4 separate regions of the Mus musculus genome follow, and all the other regions are linked to region 2. Evidence: chromatin contacts called from public ChIA-PET and promoter capture Hi-C data. All regions are on one chromosome and are shown on one strand. The core of a region is the stretch at or near the end of the contact, and the rest is flanking DNA. Distances in the headings are between cores, read along the strand shown.

What was found. Promoter capture Hi-C pulls out the DNA fragments that hold promoters and counts their contacts. ChIA-PET counts read pairs in DNA pulled down with a chosen protein or histone mark.
Region 1: a promoter capture Hi-C map of pre-B cells shows a contact between it and region 2, with 2.3 times the contacts expected there. The contact joins the enhancer-like site here to the promoter of Ubc in region 2. A contact is called at or near these places in 2 of 39 promoter capture datasets (the C10 cell line and pre-B cells), 1 of 484 Hi-C or Micro-C datasets (the N1E-115 cell line) and 4 of 115 datasets of contacts at active chromatin or transcription factors (bone marrow-derived dendritic cells, effector CD8 T cells, heart atrium and 1 more).
Region 3: a contact with region 2 is called in an RNA polymerase II ChIA-PET map of memory CD8 T cells, with 47 read pairs. The contact joins the enhancer-like site here to the promoter of Ubc in region 2. A contact is called at or near these places in 2 of 39 promoter capture datasets (hippocampal neurons and liver), 1 of 484 Hi-C or Micro-C datasets (the HPC-7 cell line) and 5 of 115 datasets of contacts at active chromatin or transcription factors (astrocytes, craniofacial prominence, embryonic forebrain and 2 more).
Region 4: an RNA polymerase II ChIA-PET map of memory CD8 T cells shows a contact between it and region 2, with 39 read pairs. The contact joins the enhancer-like site here to the promoter of Ubc in region 2. A contact is called at or near these places in 1 of 39 promoter capture datasets (pre-B cells) and 5 of 115 datasets of contacts at active chromatin or transcription factors (bone marrow-derived macrophages, effector CD8 T cells, embryonic midbrain and 2 more).

The regions. Positions count from the first base shown.
Region 1 is chr5:125,051,587-125,054,286 of GRCm38.p6, reverse strand. All of the region lies in intron 18 of Ncor2 (nuclear receptor co-repressor 2), which reads left to right. Among named protein-coding and RNA genes, the nearest start is that of Rflna, 49 kb to the right of the region's middle. Within about 2 kb of position 1,421, at least 187 of the 459 cell types and tissues checked have an H3K27ac peak or open chromatin away from gene starts, as enhancers often do. A contact at or near this core is called in the N1E-115 cell line, bone marrow-derived dendritic cells, heart atrium and 2 more, where this site is marked.
Region 2 is chr5:125,388,649-125,391,348 of GRCm38.p6, reverse strand. It overlaps Ubc (ubiquitin C), which reads left to right and starts at 1,332. Exons shown (of 2, transcript NM_019639.4): 1 at 1,332-1,439.
Region 3 is chr5:125,015,278-125,017,977 of GRCm38.p6, reverse strand. It overlaps Ncor2 (nuclear receptor co-repressor 2), which reads left to right. Exons shown (of 47, transcript NM_011424.3): 47 at 1-825. Among named protein-coding and RNA genes, the nearest start is that of Rflna, 13 kb to the right of the region's middle. Within about 2 kb of position 1,302, at least 25 of the 459 cell types and tissues checked have an H3K27ac peak or open chromatin away from gene starts, as enhancers often do. A contact at or near this core is called in memory CD8 T cells, where this site is marked.
Region 4 is chr5:125,105,006-125,107,705 of GRCm38.p6, reverse strand. Ncor2 (nuclear receptor co-repressor 2) reads left to right here. Exons shown (of 47, transcript NM_011424.3): 6 at 1,394-1,507. Among named protein-coding and RNA genes, the nearest start is that of Ncor2, 73 kb to the left of the region's middle. Within about 2 kb of position 1,270, at least 117 of the 459 cell types and tissues checked have an H3K27ac peak or open chromatin away from gene starts, as enhancers often do. A contact at or near this core is called in bone marrow-derived macrophages, effector CD8 T cells, memory CD8 T cells and 1 more, where this site is marked.

The DNA of each region.
Region 1 (2,700 bases), core at 172-2,671, 340 kb after region 2:
CTCTGCCCGGTGGGAGTGTGCTCTGGCCCTGTAGCTTGTGCTCAGAGCGCACAGCCTGGCCTCTGGGCCTCAGTTCCCACCTGCTTCAGGAGTGTATGAGGAGCAGGTACCTTCCACTGAGGAAAGTCCAGTGTCTGGCCCAGGTCACAGAGTAGGACAGAGTTTGTGTATAGTGGGCAAAGGCGTGGTTGGAGTGTCTGGAGGAGCTTACTACTTAGTGGGATGTGGGAATCATGGTGAGCTATTGAGCTGAGGTGACTCTGGTCTGAATGGGATGGAGGCAGGCTGCCCAGGAAAGGGGACCCCTGCCCCGTTCTTAGCTTTGTCATTCAGGTGGCTGCCCTGGCGGAGGCCTGTAGAGGAGGTGGGCTGATTCTCTCCCCAGGCAACCTCAAGAGCTGGCTGGCTGGTCCTGAGGATCATGATAAGAGCAGTGAGCAGAGGCGGAGGCCCCTGAAGTACAGAGCGAGTACCGTGTTGTATGAGTGTATGAGCTGGCCTGTGGCAGCCCCTGACCTGGGCTGTCTGTTCTCACCCACTCGGCATCAGGCTGCCACTGTAAAGAGGGTAGGCCAAGCTGCACTAAGGATGCTTGAGCCCGGAGGATCAGGAGTTCAGGGCCAGCCTAGGCTACAGGACCGTGTCTCAAAAAGAAAATGACAAGAACTAAGAGGTTCACTTCTGTTCTCTGAGTCCTGAAGCAGTGGCTAGGGCCTTTGGCTGCTGGCCCGGCCCCGTCTGAAAGCAGGAAGGCATGCCACCCTCAGCCACCCAGAGAACAGGGGAGGCAGGAGGTCAGTGGGTGTCCCTGCCTCTCATCCCAGGCCTGGCCTGCACATGGCTGCTGGAGACTCATCAGAAACCGGGAGCTTGGGCGGAGCCTGCATGTCGCAGGTTATGTAACATTTGGCAGCCTTGTCCTCTCTGAGGTCTCCCTCCCCCTCCGTGTGGCCAAAGGCTGCCCTTCTGTCTGTGTCCTGGCCCTCAGGGCTCGGCCTCCAGGTTGCTCAGTGTGTCATCTGGGCGCTGGCCCTGCCGGCCTTGCTTCCTTCTGCTGTCTTCTCTCTGTGGCTGCTGGGAGACGCTCCAGGCAGGGATGTATTTGAACTCTGGCAGGCGGGCCTCCTTGACTCTGCGCTTTGTGTCTCTGAGTCGTCGGTGTCATCCTCTCTGGTGTTGGCTCATTTATGGAATGACGTGGTTATGGAGTGTGTGGTGACTCTACTCCAGCTGTGGGAGGGAGGCAGTTGGAGCAGGCAGAGGTCCCAGTTGACGAGGAATAAGTCTCGTCAAGATGCTGTAACTCCCGTAACTTCCAGCTTGTGGCCCCAGAGGTGCGGAGACAGAGATGCAGAGAGAGTGAGGGTTTTTGCAGAGCATTGGTTAATCCCCCAGGGAAATCAGAGAGGGCCTCTGGGGAGATGACGTTGAAGGAAGTGAGTGTTCGCTCTCTGGGGGAAGGGTGTTCAGGCAGGGAACAGCCTGTGTAAAGTCCCTGGGGCTGGCGTGGGGCCTGGAGAAGCAGACTTAGACTAGGCAGAGTGGCAGGACTAGTGATCTGGAGCTGATGTCAAGTGTTAGGGGCTGCCTGGAGTGGTGACGGCTGTGTGGCAGGCAGGGTAGCTGTGTGTACGTGTGACTTGACGCCTTGCAGATTGCTGGTGTGCAGTAGGTGCTTAGGAAATGCCATCTGTGATGTGAGTTCATATCTCCAAAACAGCGCTTACACACGCTTACCAGCCCTTTGTCACTGGGGCTATACAGGGCCGGGTGTCCCATAGGCTCTAGAAACACAGGGTGTGCTCTGTCGTCTGTCCATGACTCTGCCAGGCTGATGGGCTCCCGTTTCCTGTGAGTGTCCTTGCAACCTGCTGCCTAGTTCCTGTTGCTAAAGATAGACGAAGGAAGGGGATCCCCAGCCCCATGCCACAGCATCCTCGCACCCGCAGACTGGAGCCTGGGCCTCTTGGGAGGTGCCAAGACCAGACCCTGTGTGGGCGGGGGTGGCAAGTCAAATGTCCACGAGGTCTGTGTATACTTAGAACAAGTCTGTGGCCTAGTATTGGCAATAGAGACAGTGATGGACTGACAGGCATACATCTGCCTTTTGTTCTGTGTCCCAGGATCCTGGGACAATGGACACAGCAAGCCTCAGAGCATGGTCCTGCTATGTTCCCAGGACAGAATGTCACCAGTCAGGTGTAGCAGAGCTATGGTCTGTCACCAGCTTCTGATCTTGGTGGTTTTTTTCTAACCTATGACCCCCGCTGCCATCTTCCCCTGAAAGAGCTGGTCAGTTGCAGCATGTCTCCACCCACCACACCCCTTCCCTCCTGGCCTGTGCTCCGCTCGGACAGCCCTGTGGATGTTGCCAGACCAGCACGGAGGGCATCAGCTGAGATATGAGGGCGCCTGGACCACATTCTGTCCCTCATACTAGATCAGGCTTACCCCAGGCTACATCGTTTCAAGACTAGTGCATGTCCTGACTGCTGCTTTGAATCCCAAGCTTAGGGAAGCCTCGGCTGCTCTGGGCTTCGACCCAGCTCAGTGGAGGATCACGGAAGTCCAGCCAGGGGAGGGTTTTGAATGCTTCTGTGCTGGGAGGGTGATGCTAGGCCCTGAGTGTGGGGAGTAGAGGTGGTTTGAGGGAAAAGCAAGACGACAGTATGGCTCATCCACACCCTAGAGCCTTTGTAA
Region 2 (2,700 bases), core at 83-2,582:
TCAAAAAAACTCAAAAAATGCTGAGATTAAAGGCATTTAATAGTGTGTGTCCATCTAAGTGTGTGCCACATGTATGTGAAAGTGTCCCTAGGGACATTGGACCCTCCTGAAGCTGGAGTCACAAGCTAGCTGCCTGACAGGGTTGCTGGGTATTGAATTCATGTACTCTGGAAAAAGACCTGTTCCTACTGGGGAGCCATCTCTCCCCATCAGGGATTCAATTCTTACCTTCTAAGGTCTTAGGCCTTACATTTCAAAAACCTGAGCTGGGCAGTGGTGGCGCAGGCCTTTAATCCCAGCACTTTGGAGGCAGAGGCAGGTGGATTTCTGAGTTCGGGGCCAGCCTGGTCTACAAAGTGAGTTCCAGGACAGTCAGGGCTACACAGAGAAACCCTGTCTCAAAAAACCAAAAAAAAAAAAACAAAACAAAACAAAACAAAAAAAACCCTGAATAATTTGATTCGTATAAGTGGGATATATGCTTGCTGTAATCTGAACATTGTACTACACGTGCACATTTGTGCTTTTTTGTTTTTGTGGGGGTTTTTTGTTTGGTTTTTGGTTTTTCAAGTCAAGTGTAGCCCTGGCCATTCTGGAACTTGATCTGTAGACCATACTTGGGAGGCAGAGGCAGGAGGACCTATATAAACTTGAGACCAGCCTGGTCTACATAGCATATTCCAGGACAGGCAGGGCTACACAGAGAAACCCCCATCTGAACAACAAAAATTTAAAAATCAGGGCTTCAGTGGGTTCAGTCTCAGAATATGAACAACAAATATGAACAACATTTGGAAATTTTGACCTTTACTTAGTGACAAGCACATAGAAAACATAGAACCTTCTCGAATCCAAGGACACAAGGTTTAGGAAAAATCTGGAAAGATCAGGTTCTGCTGGGCTTCAGATCTAATGCCAACAGTTTTCAAGAACTGTGTAGACTGTCTGCTTTCCTTGACAAACTCAGATTCGTTTTTCCAAATCGGGGAGAGATTCCCTCCTTCGTATTTTTTTTTTTTAAATTTATTAAAAACCCTTTGTCATTTTCCTTGTTAGGAGATTTGCACAGTCATCCACCCTGTCACTGTGCCAAAACAGTGAGGGCTGGGCATAGTGACCCGCCGGGGATGAGGGGATTGAGGAGGCGAGGTCACCAATGGGATCCCAGTGTGACAGGAGCCAAAGCCCTGGGTCCCCCTAGCGCGGAAAGAAAACAGGGGGGGTGGGGGGTGGTGGCCTGACTAGGGGCGCCAGGCCGCGAAGCCGCAGGGCGCCTGCGCCAAGGCCCGCTCCGGCCTCAGTGATCCCAGCCGTGTTTTCGTGCCGATCGTCTCACGCGCGCTGATCCCTCCGCGGAGTCGCCCGAGGTCACAGCCCTGCCCTCCCACACAAAGCCCCTCAATCTCTGGACGCCACCGTGAAACAACTCCGTGAGAGAGGTACCTTGATAGTTTTAGCCTGTCGCTTTCGCTGCCGAGACTGGACCCGGCGTTACAAAGTAGTCCCTGACCGCATTGCCCGCGGAGGGACCGCGCGGAAGGGGGGGGGCGGGGCTTCGGTGACTATATAAAGAGACGCCGGGCGTGCCGCAGCTAGTTCCGTGGAGACTGCGAGTTCCGTCTGCTGTGTGAGGACTGCCGCCACCACCGCTGGTGAGGAGAAAGCCGCCGCACCCGGTCGGGGACGGGAGGCTGGAGGCGAGACGGGGCGAGAGGCAGCCCCGCGGCCCAGACGTTTGGTTTCCGTGGCCCGCGCGGACCGCGGCTGCCCCGAGGCAGAGGACTGGGCGGCAAGATGGCGGCCAGATGGAAGCCTGAGGGGGAAGACGCGGGGCTCTGACGCGCAGGACGAGGTTGGGGGAGGAAAAAGGCCCGCGAGGCCGCTGCCCTCCGGTTAAGCCGGGGACGTCGGAGACTGTGGGGTGGGGACTGAATTAGGGTTGCGCGCCGTAGGAGCCTCTGCTGTGAGAGCCGTGGATATTGGGCTGGCCCGAGAGGTCGATTGGCCCGGCGTTCGTCCGTTCGTTTGCTGAAAGACGGAAGTGCGATCGAGACCGGAAGGGGGTTGGGCGGCGGTTCAGCCTGCCTGGCCTGCCGCCCCCTGTGACGTCGCGGGTTGCGTGGCCTCCTAATGGATAGTGACGTCACTATCTTGACTTTAGCTTTCCCTCGGTTGTAGGACAGGGTTTGGGTCTCGGCCTCCGGTAGCCTCTCCAGAGTAAACAGGAACCGGAAATTCAGAGGGGAAATGTGAGCCATTCTTGTCCTGTTTCGTTTTAAGAATGTCGCTGTACAACTATGACTACTGAAACTTTTGGGGGGGGGGTTCGAGACGGTTTCTCTATGTAGTCCTGGCTGTCCCGCATCTCACTCTGTAGATCAGGCTGGCCTCGAACCCAGAAATCCTCCTGCCTCTGCCTCCCAAGTGTTGGGACGAAAGGCACCACCATTGTCCTGCGACAAGGGTGTTTTTTTTTAAACTGTCAAAATCTCTGCCTCTACCACCCCATGTGATGAGGTCCAAGGCCAGTACCACCACTCCAGACTAATTTTAATCGTTCAGACAAAAGTTTGGTGTTCTTTTGGGGGAAGGAGAGTTGAGGCAGGATTACACTGTCTCTGGCTGACCTTCCAGTTAGAGATCTGCCCACCTCAGTGTCCCCAGTGCTGAGGTCAGCGATAGGCATGGGCTCAGACTTAG
Region 3 (2,700 bases), core at 53-2,552, 370 kb after region 2:
ACTCCCACCCCGGGCTGGCCCTGCGCAGTGACCTTACACTCAGGGGATGTTTACCTGGTGCTCGAGAGGGGAGTGGACAGGAGGGGAGGGACAGCGGGCCAGGAGGGGGGGGGACAGCAATCGTGTGTCAGTCGCACTCGTGCATCTGGGGCAGCGGGGACCCACCACAGGCTGACCAGGCACCTCCATGCCACCGCCTCGCCCCTTACCGCATTTGGAACCAAAGTCTAAGCTGAACTCTCGCGTGGTCCTGCCCCTCCCTCTGCCCCCAGCCCGCTTGCGCTCTGGACAGACAGACGTTCCCAGCTTATCCTGCCCTAATGCTGTCATCATCGCAGTCTCCAAAGGCCACCCAGCCCACAAGACTGGGAGCCCATCAGACCAGGTGGGTGCACAAGGGGCCAGGCCTGGCCTGGGGCACGGATGCTTGCAGGAACTGGACCGTTTCCCGGCCTGTTGCTGTGGCAACGGGAGGGAAGGCACGTGTAAATGGTGTTGGCTTACAGGGTATATTTTTGATACCTTCAATGAGTTAATTCAGACGTCTCACACAAGGAAGGACTCGCCCGTGTTTCTGCCGCTGTGCTTTGGTCTCTACCTACTGTTTCAGAGGCACGTGCCAGCCAAGGCGGTGGCCCCACCATACGCAGGACTTGGGGGTCAGGGGCTCCGGCACACGGCACTGTGCCCTTCCCCCCCACCCCCTTCCTTGGGCAAAATGGACTTGATGCGTATTCTGTGGCCGCTCTCTGTGCACGGCGGCATTCTGTCATTTACACATGTTGTTCCAATTAGAAAGCAAATATACTCAAGTGACAACGTTTCTACTCTGCTTCTCACTGGGCAGCAGGCAGCCACAGGAGTCAAGGGGAGTGTTCCTTAAAGTCAGCACTGAGCAGTGAACATTGACCCCTAAGTACAGTGCCACCAGAGGGCATCCTGCATGCACACGTATGAGGAAGCCACCAGGTACTTGTGTCGTCGATACCTTGCTGGATGTTCACACCGGTGGGGGACCCATTGGTCATTCACACCAGTGGTCATCGTACAGGGGTGTTCACACTTGTTGGGGAAGCCAGCCAGTACCTGTATTATACGGTGACTATGTGGAGGTGTTCATACCCGTGGAAAAGGGTCCTGGGCATTCACCCTTGTCACAGGAGAGTAGTCATTGCATTCTTCACGGTGACAGTGTGTGGTACTTACGGGGTGAAGATTACTGTCTCGTAGTAGGCATTGGGGTCCCTGCCTGTGGCTTAGCCTCTCCTGTTCTTTCTTGTGGGTGTAAATTTCCGCCAGTCACACCCACAGTGTGCCCTTCCCCCCCACAGTGAGGGTGTCCTGGGGACTCTTGCTTCTTGCTCTGCACTGTTTTGATCCTGCCTGTTGTGTCAGCGGTAAGTATTCTTGAACCTGACCGAAATGGCCACACCTACCTCTTTGGGTTTGATCTAAGAAACTCCAACAGAGCCCTGCTGCCACCTTGGTGCCTGTTGTAATCAGGGTTCTCTAGAGCAGTGGCTCTCAACCTTTCTGTTCCTGTGACCCTTGAATACAGTTCCTCGCGTTGTGGTGACCCCCTGACCATAGATTTCATTGCTACTTCATAACTGGTTTTGCTACTGTTGTGAATCATAGCATAAATATCTGATATGCAGGATAGTTGATATATGTCACCCCTATGAAAGGGCTGCCTCTAAGGGGTTGCAACCCACAGGTTGAGAACCATTGCTCAGGAATTTGTGTGTTACACATACATACGTGTGTATATGTGTATATATACGTATGTGTATATATGTGTATTTGTATATATACAAACATATACATACGTGTATGTATGTGTATATACATATGTGTATAGCAGAATTTATTAAGAATAAGCTTTTTAAAATATTTGTTTTATTTATATTTCACATGTGTTATAATGTTTGGTCTTTGTGTATATCTGCACCACAGTGCTTGCCTGGTATCTGCAGAGCTCAGACTAGAGACAGGTGCTCGTGAGCCACCAATGTGGGTGCCAGGAACTGAACCCTGGGTCTTCTGGAAGGGCACCCCCGAACACATCTCTCCAGCTCCTTGAGTGAGCTTTAAAATAGTAACACAGCCAAGCCCCACCCACGATGCTGAGAACAGTTTGTGTGGTCCTTGGACCTGAGTGCCTCAGAGTTGTCCCAGAACAGCTTGCCTCTCACTGCAAGGCGATGACCCTTAAGTCACTGAGTAAGAGTGCCAATCTGGCACCTGGAAGCTCAGAAGGTTTCTAGAGAGCCGCTGGTCCCCAGGCCGCCAGGAAAGCTTAGCCTGGCTGTACCGTCAGCCATGGGGTTAGCAGTGCTATCAATGAGGCAGAGCCGCTCTGAGTGAAGGGCGAGGTGATCGCCTTCCTGGCAGTTCCTTTTGTACCTGGCTGCTGCCTGAAGGTGCTGCCCACAATCCAGGTGTGCCTTCCCACATCAAAACCGTTGGGACAGCTCTTCAGGTGAGGCTCCCTTACCTCATTTGTGACAGGGTGACATTTAAACCAACTCTCGAAGCAGGGCTGAGAGGGCTTCCAGTCTTTGCACTGAGTCAGTTGATCTGCTCCATCCTGGGGCCTGGGGCCCCTCTACATCCATCCATACCCATCTGTACATGTTGTGACACCCCAGCCTGCTGTCCCCAGTCTGCCACCTGGCTCCAGAGCTGGTTTGACAGTTG
Region 4 (2,700 bases), core at 21-2,520, 280 kb after region 2:
CTGGGCGATGGAATGAAAGTCTGACTTCAGGCTGAGAGGTGTGCTGTCTGGTCAGGGCTGTAGCCAAGACATTGGTCTTCACCCTTTCACCTTCTCTACTCCTTAGACTTCCTGGTTTTTTGTCTTTATTTATTTATTTTTTGGGCTGATCTGTGAGAGCTGCCACCAGGGGTCACTGCAGGACCAAGGCAGCTTGGCTCTTCTGGCCTCAGTGCTGATTGTTCCTGCCTCATCATCTCCTTGTTTCCCGGGCCATAAAACTCTGTTCCTGTGTGACCGAACATGCTCGCTGAATGCACATAGTAAGCAGAGTGGACCGTGCGCTGATCGCACTCATGGCGCCCTCTGTAGGTCACATTAGGCATTGGCTTCCCGTGGAGTCTTGAATTCTTTGCTCTTGGCTCCTGACTTTGGAGTAGAGCGGACAGCAGCAGCAGGAAGGGATGCCAGATAGGAGATGGATGAGGGGTCCAGTGTGAAGACACAGGCATGTGCTGCTGTTGATGATGATGATGCTAGTGATGTTGGTGATGGTGAAAGTTGAGATGGTAAAATGGATGTGATGGATGGTGATGGTGATAGTGATGGGTACGAGGGTGGTGGTGGTACTGCTGCTGCTGCTGGTGTTTGTTAGGATGGTGATAGATGCAATGGTAATGGAGGTAGTGGTGGTAGTGGTCATTGGTGATGAGCGGGGGTGGGGGTGTTTTAATGATGATGCTAATATTAATGGTGGTAATGATGTTGATGGTCAGTGATGGTGGTGGTAGGATGGTGATGGTGGTGTTCATGATGGTGGTGTTCATGATAGTAATGAAGGTGATAGCGGCAGCGATGGGTGGTGGCGATGATGGTGGTGATGATCTGATGGTAGCGATTGGGTGCTGCTGCTGATTGCGGTAATGGTGATGGTGGTAATGGTTGTGGCTGTGGTAATGGTGGCAATGATGGTGTTGATCATGGTGATGGTGAAGATGATTGTGATTCTGATGCTGGTGGAAAGCTTTGTCTGTCACCAGTCTTTCTTCCTTTCTGCCTCTCCCAGCCCTCTCCATGTAGCTCCTGGTTTAGTCCTTAGAAGATTAGGGACTCTTTGTTTCCAGGGAAAGGAGTAGGAAGTTCAGAGACACTGAGTAACTTCTCAACAGGCTGTGTGGGTGTACGGGGCAGAAGTGTAGTGCTCCTGGTTGAGGCCTTCACTCTGTGCCTGTGGCCTCTCTTGGAGCCTGGAGGCTCAGCCACCAGGGATCCCTGCCAAGCAGGGCACCGAGTCTCTGGGTGACTCATAGGAAATGGCGATCAGCCTGACTTCCTGTGTGTGGCTACGGGCAAGTGGGGGGAACAGTGCCTCAGCTTCCGGCCTTCACCGCTCATGTTCTCCCCTTTCCCGCAGCAACAGTTGGAGGAGGAGGCCGCCAAGCCGCCCGAACCCGAGAAGCCTGTGTCGCCACCACCCATAGAATCAAAGCACCGAAGCCTGGTCCAGATCATCTACGATGAGAACCGGGTACGGCCCACAGGAGCAAGTCATTGAACCATGAGTTCCCTATCACCGTGGAGGCTGGCGAGCGGGTGGGGAGGGTGGACCATGGGCCATGCATAGCGTTGGCATTGGCCTCAGGCTGGAGGAGAGCGAGGGGGCCTGCCGGCCACTGAGATGCACTGTCACCTCATATCTGCCTAGCGGATCCAGTGACACGCTTGGTGATATCACTATTAATACTGGCAGGTGGCTGCCTGGCTGGTCCTAGGAAGGTGTGCATCGTAGGCGTTTCCATCTCACACCTGGAGAGACAGACCCAGAGATGGGGAGTGCTCAGAGTCACGCAGCCACGGTGCAGGAACTGTGGGATTTGAACTGGGCTCGTGAGCTGCAGGCAGGGCCTGATTTTTGGAGCTTTGGGCTTTTGAGCTTTTGACTGCCTGGATTCTCTGCGAGTGAGAAACCAAAGCCCAGAGAGGAATGTGGGCCAGACAAGTCTTGTGCCTCAGGTTCCATAGCTTAGGATGTAAGTAGGTGTTCTTTATTGCTTAGGGAAGATACTGGGGCTCAGAGAGGGCAGGAGACCTGCGTGAGATTGCACAGCAGGTTAGATTTGGGGCTGGGACTCAGAAGCAAGATTGAACTTGCTTGACGGTGGCGGAGATGGTCAGAGGAGTGTGGCTCTCTAGCCACATTGGACATTTGTTCCCAAGGCTGCCTTTATCTTGCTCTTTGTTCTGCTGTCCCTCTTTAAGGGAGGTCCCTCTGCTCTTTCTCTCTACTCTGATGTCCCCCTGTCCCCGGCCTTGTGCTAGCTAAGGCCTGTATCACAGCCTTAGGAGGAGGGCCTGGAGATGTGTCACACACCCATGCTTGTTCCTCTGCCTTCACGGAGCCTGGAGCAGGCTCCCCAGCTTTCCCCGAGGAACAACAGCAGAGCCTAGCATTCCCTGCGATCAATAGGATTACATTTTAATCCCCCTTCCTTCCTAGGAAGAGGCAGGACAGGCTCTTGCCTCCAGTGTTCCTGTGGTCAGGCAGCCCAAGGCCTCGTGCATCTGGAACACATCTGTCCTCAAGACCAACGAGTGGCTTTTCCACCTCCCGGGGCTTCTGTGGGCATCACAGTTGCAGGCGGGTGCAGCAGCTGGAGGAGGGGCATGCCACAGTCAGGGAGGAAAGTGGGGACTAGCATGGGCAAGAGGGGGACTGGGTGG